Linked DNA regions of Mus musculus: region 2 is linked to region 1. Evidence: chromatin contacts called from public promoter capture Hi-C data. All regions are on one chromosome and are shown on one strand. The core of a region is the stretch at or near the end of the contact, and the rest is flanking DNA. Distances in the headings are between cores, read along the strand shown.

Region 1 (4,156 bases), core at 1,423-3,922:
CAGATCTCTGCATAGCTCCTGTCACTTCTGATGCTGTCTAGCATCTGATTTCACAACCTCAAGTCTCATTTCCTTACCTGGCATGGGAGCATAAAGCCACTACCTGGCACAGAATATCATTGTGAGAGTCAGATTACACGTAACAAAGTTATTCCTTATACACTTGAGGATAGCATAGGGAATTGGGCACTTGGCATGTTTCTAGAAGCTGGATGCCCCATTGCAAAGACAGTCCTAATCTTACTTTACCTCTGACCCTGCCACAGATTTCCTGTGTGTCTTTGCACAGGTGGCTTGGCCCCTCTGAAATCCTAAAATGTAGCCTAGACCAGAGGTTAAAAACTCAAATGTCAGCAGTGTGTGGTGGCGCACGCCTTTAATCTCAGCACTGAGGAAGCAGAGGCAGATGATGTCTGAGTTCTAGGCCAGCCTAGTGAGCTCCAGGACACCCAGGGCTATGTAGACCCTGTCTCAAAGTACAACAAAATCCTTCAAATGTCTATAAGACCAAGCAGAACCGGGCGTGGTGGCACACGCCTTTAATCCCAGCACTTGGGAGGCAGAGGCAGGCGGATTTCTGAGTTCAAGGCCAACCTGGTCTACTGAGTGAGTTCCAGGACAGCCAGGACTGCACAGAGAAACCCTGTCTCGAAAAACAAAAGCAAAAACAAAACAAAAAAAGAGCAAGCAGATACTGTGGGTTTATAAATGGGTAGATATAGGGCAGAGAAAGCAGGCTGGGGCAAAATGAAGTGAGTATATATATAGTTATCATTTAGTTGTAAGTTTTATTGTTTTTTTTTTTTTTTTAATGTGGTGCTTGTATTGAATCCAGGCCCTCCCACAAGATAAACATCCCCAACTCCTAAAGTTGTTTATATTAAGCTCTCTGCTATCTAAACAAAACTACCTTAGGTTGAAATGGCCCTTAGGCCACCAGTTTGTAATCCTTGGACCTTGAAATCTTGTAGGGGCTTCCAAATCCTCCCTGTTGGAGCTGTCATTGATTTTCAGAACTACCCGTGCTTCAGAGTTCTCTCTCTTCCCAGTGAGGAAAAGTGGTGTCTGGGCAGGCAGCTGAGCTTCTCTGGGCCACAGGGTTTTTTGTTTTTTGTTTTTCATATATAAACCAAGACCAATGGTATTCATTCCCAAAACCCCATTGCCTAGTGGTAAAAGTATTGTCTGTGCCTGGCAGCCCTTTCTCTCCTTCCAGGAGCAAGCCTTTGAGAGCAGCCAGAAGTACAAAGAGGGGAAATACATCATTGAACTCAACCACATGATCAAAGACAACGGCTGGGACTGACCTAGCTCCTGCCGCATGTGGCTTCAGCCTGGCCTGGCCGCCAGGGGGAGCCACTGGTTTCGCTCCTCCTGAAGGGAGCTCTGGACCCTCAGGGCCCCCACAGGGGAAGGACCCAGCTCCTGTACATACATTTTATTGCATGCACTGTGACCTTGGGGGGAGACAAAGAGGGGGATTGTACCCCCACCCCCTGCACCTCCCTGCGATCTGGCTGGCTTGGATCTCATTTTTTAACCCCTTCCTGTCTTGCCTGTCCCATAGATAAGGCCTGTGTGCTGCTCTCATGGCCCTGGTGCACCACCTTTCTGTGAATCTCTCCCACTGGATCCCTCTTACCTGCAACGTGTCTGTTCTCGTTCTGTAGCATTTGTAAATAATAAAACAATGGAATGGAGACAGCCCCTGGCTCACATGGAATACAGAGAGGGGACCTGGAATCCAAGTTCCTTCCCTATAGATGGGTTCCATTCAGAGCCCTCAGCAGGGGGAATGGAGTAGGAACAGTAGACCAAACTAATCTTGCTCCTGACATCTTGCCTATGTTAGTCCTGGCTTTCGTTCCTCGGGGGCAAGCGTCAGAGAAGACCACCAATTCTCTGGCTTTGCCGCCCCAGTCTGAACTACAATTCCCAGGGATCCCAGCACAGGTTGCCTGTGGCCTTTACGTGCGACTGGCGCGGTGCCTACTGGGAAGTGTAGTTGAAATGTTCTCGGCGTGAGACCTTGCGCTTTTTGCACGAGATACCATAGATGTGTAACTGTGCACGCCCCTCAACTTTTGAGACTTGGAGGCTTTTCAGACTATAAACCAGGGAGGACTCTAGGCTTTAGTCCTCTGCCTCGGTCTCTTGAAGATGCCCAGTGTCTGGCGTATCAGCTCAGACATCAACCCTGCACTTGTCCTCGCGTTCACTTCGCAAGGCTAGTCCTCCAAGTGAAAAAAAGGGAGGGGGTCACCTTCCAGAAAGTCTGGGGCTTTAGGGTCTAACCCGGGATCCTAGGCTCGGTGCCAGGATCCAGATCCCACCCCTGCCCCCTAGCCGGTCTGCCCCCACCGTGGGAACGGAGACCAGCTGGCCGGAAGCGCCAAACTGCGTCCCTGTCTTAGCCCTAGGGATCAATCAGACCGAGGAGTTAATTATGTAATGAGGGGGTAGGGGGTCGGGACTAGTGAAGCTGCGAGGGAGAGGGGAGGGTACCCAGGTATCCGGCCTCCTCTTGGACCCCTTCTAGGCCCCAGGGGTCTCCATTCCAGCCCACCTCCAGGGCCCCAAGGAGGGGAGGGGCTGTGATCTCTGGTTTGGAAGGGGCTGTGCTGTGAGCTATAAAGGGGGCATCCCTTAGACCCCGGATTCTAGCAACGGGACACAAGGCCAGAAGAAACTACAACATGTACCATCCACGAGAGTTGTACCCCTCCCTGGGGACTGGCTACCGTCTGGGACACCCCCAGCCTGGGGCAGACTCCACCTTCCCACCTGCCCTGACAGAGGGTTACCGCTACCCTGGTGAGCGGTTGGATTGGCTCTGGGTAAGGGGCAGGAAACTGGGAATATGTGGCCCTCCCCTGGATCCTCATTCTTCCCACATCTCCAGATTTGGATACTTCTAAACTGGATTGCTTCCTCTCTGGGATCGAGGCAGCTCCCCACACTCTGGCTGCAGCCGCTCCTTTGCCCCTTCTCCCATCTGCTCTGGGCCCCGAGACAGCACCGCCACCCCCAGAGGCCCTTCACTCGCTTCCTGGGGTCAGCCTGAGCTTGGAGAACCAGGAACTGTGGAAGGAATTCAGCGCTGTGGGGACAGAGATGATCATCACCAAGGCTGGCAGGTGAGGGACGGCCAAGTCAGCTTTTAGAAAAGAGAATTCCTGGGACAGAGCTAGGGTTAGGGGCCCCTTCAGGGCTAGGACAACCCAGACAGCAGAATCTAACTATGGCCTGACACTGTGACCCTGGACTAACAGGAGTTACACTGTGTCGAGGTTTAAGGATCAGGCTGGCGAGTTTGTGACTGGGTTTAGGAGCCATTCTATCAAGGGTCAGAAAGGTCAGCCTGGCTGGGTTGTAGATTGGCATGTGGCCTAACTCAGAAGCAGACAGCCTATGAGAAGGGTCAAGGACCAGTCAGTGACCAGTGTGGGAGAATCTGTCCAGGATCAGGGGCCGTGTGTGACTAAGTCCCAGCTCACCCTGAAGGAAGGTGATTGCCTACCGTGTGAGCTCTGGCAAGGTCTCTAAGGCCTGAACCCCAGGCTAAATCCTGTCCCCAGGGCCCAGCACCTATTATTTCTGAAGAAAGTTAGTCTTTGCTGCCACAGAGGTCAGTGCTGCACCAAGGTGGGGAGCAAGAGGCTCCTAAGGCTTCAGGAAGAAAATAGTTACCACTGTTTCTGCAAAGAGAGTTACAGGGGGCAGGGGGCAGGAGCCTGGACAGGATGTGGCAAGGGCTCGGAGACAGAATTGTACCATGTTGTAACTAGGATGGAGAGAGTGAAGGGGCAGGTGGGGAGATTAACCTGCTCCGGCCTGTCAGAACCCCTAACCTGTCTGTCCCCTTTGCCCATCTGTACAATGGCTCTTAGACTCTGCTGGAGAACCTAGTTACACCTCTCTGGCTTTACCGTGCCAAAACTGAGGTGCCTATTGCTAGTTCCTTCACTGATGCTGGGCTCACAGCTGTTAGAGGGTAGCTCCAGGCCTCTCCTCCTTCCCCTTTCCCTGCGCAGGCGCATGTTCCCTGCTTGCCGAGTATCAGTCACTGGCCTGGACCCAGAGGCCCGCTACTTGTTTCTTCTGGATGTGGTTCCAGTGGATGGGGCCCGATACCGCTGGCAGGGCCAGCACTGGG
Region 2 (4,422 bases), core at 1,451-3,950, 930 kb after region 1:
ACCTATTTCTACCATGGACACGGACAGAACAGCCAGAATCACCAGAGTCCAGCTATGTGCAACAGTGAAGAGAGATCTTGGATGAAAGAAGTCAGATGTGACAGCATGCATTAGAATAATAATTAGAATAATTAGAATTATATACATACATACCTACATATAATTCTATATATAACAGAAAACAAATACATTTTGGGGGGGGGGTCTGGACAGTGATCACTATTGGGACTACCAAGCAAAAGAAGGGGTTTCTGGGACCCGCTTGTCACACTGGTCTTAAGTCTGTCAAGATGTACATTTAATACTTGTGTAATATTTCTTGTGTCTATTATAGTTCAGCTAAAGGTTTACTTAAAATGGATGCTGTCAAGATGTCTCAGTGAATAAGGCATTTGCCACAAAGCCTGATGACCCAAGCTCAAAAATTGGGAGCCCATGTGATAGAAGAGGGAACCCACTCCTGACAGCTCTCAGACCTCCACACCTCTTACACATCATACACAGGCAAAATAAATGAGAGACGTTTTGGTTTTTCCTTTAAAAGAAAAAAGGCCAGATGTGGTGGCTCACACTTTAATCCCAGCACCCAGGAGGCAGAGGCAGACAGATCTCTACATGTTTGAGGTCAGCCTGGTCCAATAATGAGATACATAGTAAGACCCAATCTCAAGAAGAAAGAAAGAAAGCGGGGGCTGGAGACGACGACGTGGCTTCCTGGTTAAAAGCTCTTACTGCTTTCCCAGAGAATAGTAGTTTGGTTCCCAGCACCCATGTCGCACTGCCTGTAAATCCCCTCCAGGGGAGTCCATGCCTTCTTGTCTCCTCCAGCACCCACTCAGACGCACACATGGCCCCGACACACACTCAAATGAAAGGGAAGAAGATGAGAGTGTCTCGCATGATTTTTATTTGAAGCTGCGCTGTCACTAGATAGGACGAGTCTGCTGTGCTATGTGTGTGAGGGGTGTCTGTGACGTTTTGGTGTGACCATGTCCACCATGACTGGCAGCGTTTCCAAACGGTAAGAAGTAAAATCTCTGCTTGTCACACCTGCGTGACCGTGGGCAAGTCATTTGTCTCATTGCCTCCTCTATTATGGAATGAGTTAATGTGTATATACAAGCATTCAGGATAGTGCTTGGCACACATGAATACCCAATACATACTGCTGGTTAGTGTGTGTGTGTGGCCACTGCTGACATTGTGGCCTCACCATTCACCTATGGTGTGCTCTGCCAGTGAACTTTGTTCTGACAGTCTGCTTGTGTTAACCCTCTCACGCAGGCTTTTCCAGTTTCCTTTCTCACAAGCTCCACTCAAGTGGAAACTTCTGGTTTGGAAAGTCAGTTATATCAAATGATAGTTTGCTGGGGCACACAGGTGAAAGGATGTCTTGTTAAGCAGACACATGAAAGAATGTTGTCCTGAAGCAGACACAGGTGAAAGGTCCCATGATGAAGGAGTAGAAATGTGACCCCAGGGTCAGTGGGACACTGAGCATTGGTGTGGTTTGCTCCGCCTTGCTGTACTTCCCTAAGAACACGAGTGTATTGGTTCACCTTACATACTGTTGTTGAGCTCAACTTGTGGTTACACCACCATTGAGAGAAACCCAGCCAAGAGCTGCTCCTGAGGTTCCTGTGGCAGCTGCTGCTTCAGTGGCCTTGGGCCAGTTGGTGAGCCTTGCAGTTTCTTCAGGATTAAACTACAGCTGCTGGTTTGTGCATGGCGTCTGCCTGCCTAGAGGACTGGACTGTAGCTGCTGAGTGTTTGGTGTTTGCTATGGGACTGAACTGCTGACAAAGGAGACCAAGCTTGCCCCCCAAAGAACTATTGCTGAGAAGGTCCACCTCCCCCATATTCTAACAACTTTTCTCTTCCACTGCCTCTCATGGGTGGTGGGCAAGAGGAGAGGTTAAACGTTTATTAAAAGTAGGTTGCAAAAAGAAAAAAAATATATGCCTATACTCCTTCATCTGACGCCTCATCATCTGGGTCCTCTCTGTGCCAGAGCCAAAGACAAGAGTAGGTGCTTGGGAACCAATTATAGAGGCAAGTGTGTCCAGTCCTTTCCGTGTCTACCCCAACGTTAATGAGTTGCTGTTCGGGTGTGACCTCCCTGAAGCTCGTGCTTGCCTGTGTAGAAGGCTGGGTCTGAATGCCTTAGTACACACACAGATGTGTGCGTGCGAGGGTCTCTAACGGTAAGGTGAGGAACAGTCTCACTTCTGATCAGTGTGACAGAGAAATTAGAAGGCATTTAAGATAACTAGACCAGGGGGTGCGTGCCTTAGGTGGACCCTAATCTAAACAAGGCTTCCCTGGCCTCTCTTTGTCTTCCCCAAAAAGGAAGTCCTGCCTGCATTCTTCTCCTGCCAGCCTTGCACCTTTCCTCTCAGGTTTCCCAGCTTTTCCCTCCAAAGCAGCCAATAAACAGGCTCTACCTCAGGTCTGAGCCTGAGTCTCCTCCCAACAGGACACAGAACTGCCTTAAAGGCCCAAGTTCCCATTCACTGTGCCAACACCTGCCTCCCAATTCTGGCCCCTTCCCAGTCTAAGCTCACAAGCCGGTTACTGAGCTCTGGGCCAAGGAATTTTGACTGAAAGTAATGGTGGGAAGGAAATATTTGGGGTCTGAACTATGATTGGCCGAGCCCGAGCCACGCCCCTAGCCCTTTCCCCCTTTTTCCCCCTCCCCTCCTCCTCCCCCGGAGGGGTGTGTTGAGGGAACCTGGATAAGCCTGGGGCCAGCATGAGCCAGAGGGAGGGAAGTCTGGGTAAGGGGTTGAATGACTTGATCCTGTGTCCTTGGTGAATAGGAGTCGGGGGGATCGAAAGCTGGGGTTTGGATGTCTGTCAGCACCACCCCACCCCCAAGTCTGGGAGGGGAACGGCCTGGGCGGGGGAGAGGAGACGCCGGTGTCAGGTAACCAGCGGGTGAGTTGGGAGAAAGAGCAGGCGCAAGGAATTGAGGCTTCAGGGCCTTGGGTTCAGGGGTTAGATCACCGAATATATATGGGTGAGTACACCCTGAAAAGGGGCTGGGGTCGGGTTGGAACAGGATAATAGTGCTTCTTGAGAATTAGGAAAGAGTCAAAGCTGAAAGACTGGAGGGAGAGGCCGAGTTAAGGAAGTCTTTGATCTTCGAAGAAGCTACAAGTGACGAGAGCTCAAAATACAGGCTTCGGAGATCTCGGCTGGCGGTGGGAAACTCCGACGGAGGGGATTGTCGGGTCAGGACTACATTCCCCAGCATGCATTGGGGTCCCGGCAACATACATATTGGGAAATGTAGTCGGCTTCCCGTGGCACCACCCTCTAAACAGGGAAGGCCATCCTGTCGTTGATTCATTGATGCTGCTGAGCCTAGCAGGTCACATAGGAGCAACATGAAGGGAATAGGTCTTCGGTTTCTCTATCTGTACAAGGGGCCGGAAAGGCGCGTTCAGTGCTTCAGAGATGCTGACTGAATTCAAACAAGAGTTGGAGAAATCCAAAGATATGTGAACTTTGACCTTAAAGAGTTTCTGGATAGTATCGGTGATGTAGAGTGAGGAGTCTCAGGATCAGACAGATTCACACGGATAAAAGAAGCTACTTTGGAAGTATGAACAAATTCCCTAAAGTGGAAGGAAGAAATTGATTTGAGAATAGGGAGAACTTGGAGGCAGCACTAAGAAGGAGGTATTTGAATTTGGTCCTAGTAGTATTTCAATAGTGACCTGAGGACAGGAGAGACATCTATGTAGAGAAACTGCTTGGTGGAGATCTGGTGCCTGGGATGGGGCAGATTCTTCGTAGGTTGAATATTAGCATCCAGAGCAGAGACTCTGGGTTCAGGGAGAGCCAGCTTGGGAAAGATGGTTAAGGAGTGGGGTTTGGTTGCCTTTATAACCTCTCACTTCCTTCTCTTTCCCACCAGAAGACCACCAGACTGACTCCTCAATCTCATTCCTACCCCATTTGGAGGCCAAGATCCGCCAGACACACAACCTTGCCCGCCTCCTGACCAAATATGCAGAACAACTTCTGGAGGAATACGTGAGTAGGTGTAGGGATGGTGGAGGAATACGTGAGGAGTACGTGAGGAGATGCAGGGATGGTGGAGGAATATATAAGGAGATGTAGTGTTGGTGGAAGAATACGTGAGGAGCTGTAGGGTTGGTGGAGGAATACGTGAGGAGGTCTAAGGATGGTGGAGGAATATGTGAGGAGTTGTAGGTTGGTGGAGGAATATGTGAGGAGGTGTAGGGTTGGGGCATGGAATGAGGGTGATTGCTCACAGATGTCTTCAGCCACCCATTTCTTCCATCTCAGCCCCAGCAGTGGAAATCAAAAGTTTCTGAGGGGAATGTTAACTTTCTTCTGGCCACACAGTAAAGGACCCTGTAATATTTATTCTTTTAAATGTAACTAATATCT

Evidence for each region. Capture Hi-C pulls out chosen DNA fragments and counts their contacts.
Region 2: a contact with region 1 is called in a promoter capture Hi-C map of adipose tissue, with 2.0 times the contacts expected there. The contact joins the promoter of Ctf1 here to the promoter of Tbx6 in region 1. A contact is called at or near these places in 2 of 39 promoter capture datasets (embryonic stem cells and pre-B cells), 1 of 484 Hi-C or Micro-C datasets (liver), 6 of 115 datasets of contacts at active chromatin or transcription factors (bone marrow-derived macrophages, double positive thymocytes, embryonic limb bud and 3 more) and 3 of 9 other capture datasets (adipose tissue, liver and macrophages).

What each region holds. Positions count from the first base shown.
Region 1 is chr7:126,778,811-126,782,966 of GRCm38.p6, forward strand. It overlaps Tbx6 (T-box 6), which reads left to right and starts at 2,673. Exons shown (of 8, transcript NM_011538.2): 1 at 2,673-2,814; 2 at 2,903-3,137; 3 at 4,035-4,156. The coding sequence starts at 2,697. Ypel3 (yippee like 3) reads left to right here. Exons shown (of 5, transcript NM_025347.3): 5 at 1,217-1,700. The coding sequence ends at 1,306.
Region 2 is chr7:127,710,003-127,714,424 of GRCm38.p6, forward strand. Ctf1 (cardiotrophin 1) reads left to right here and starts at 2,701. Exons shown (of 3, transcript NM_007795.2): 1 at 2,701-2,777; 2 at 3,923-4,041. The coding sequence starts at 2,753.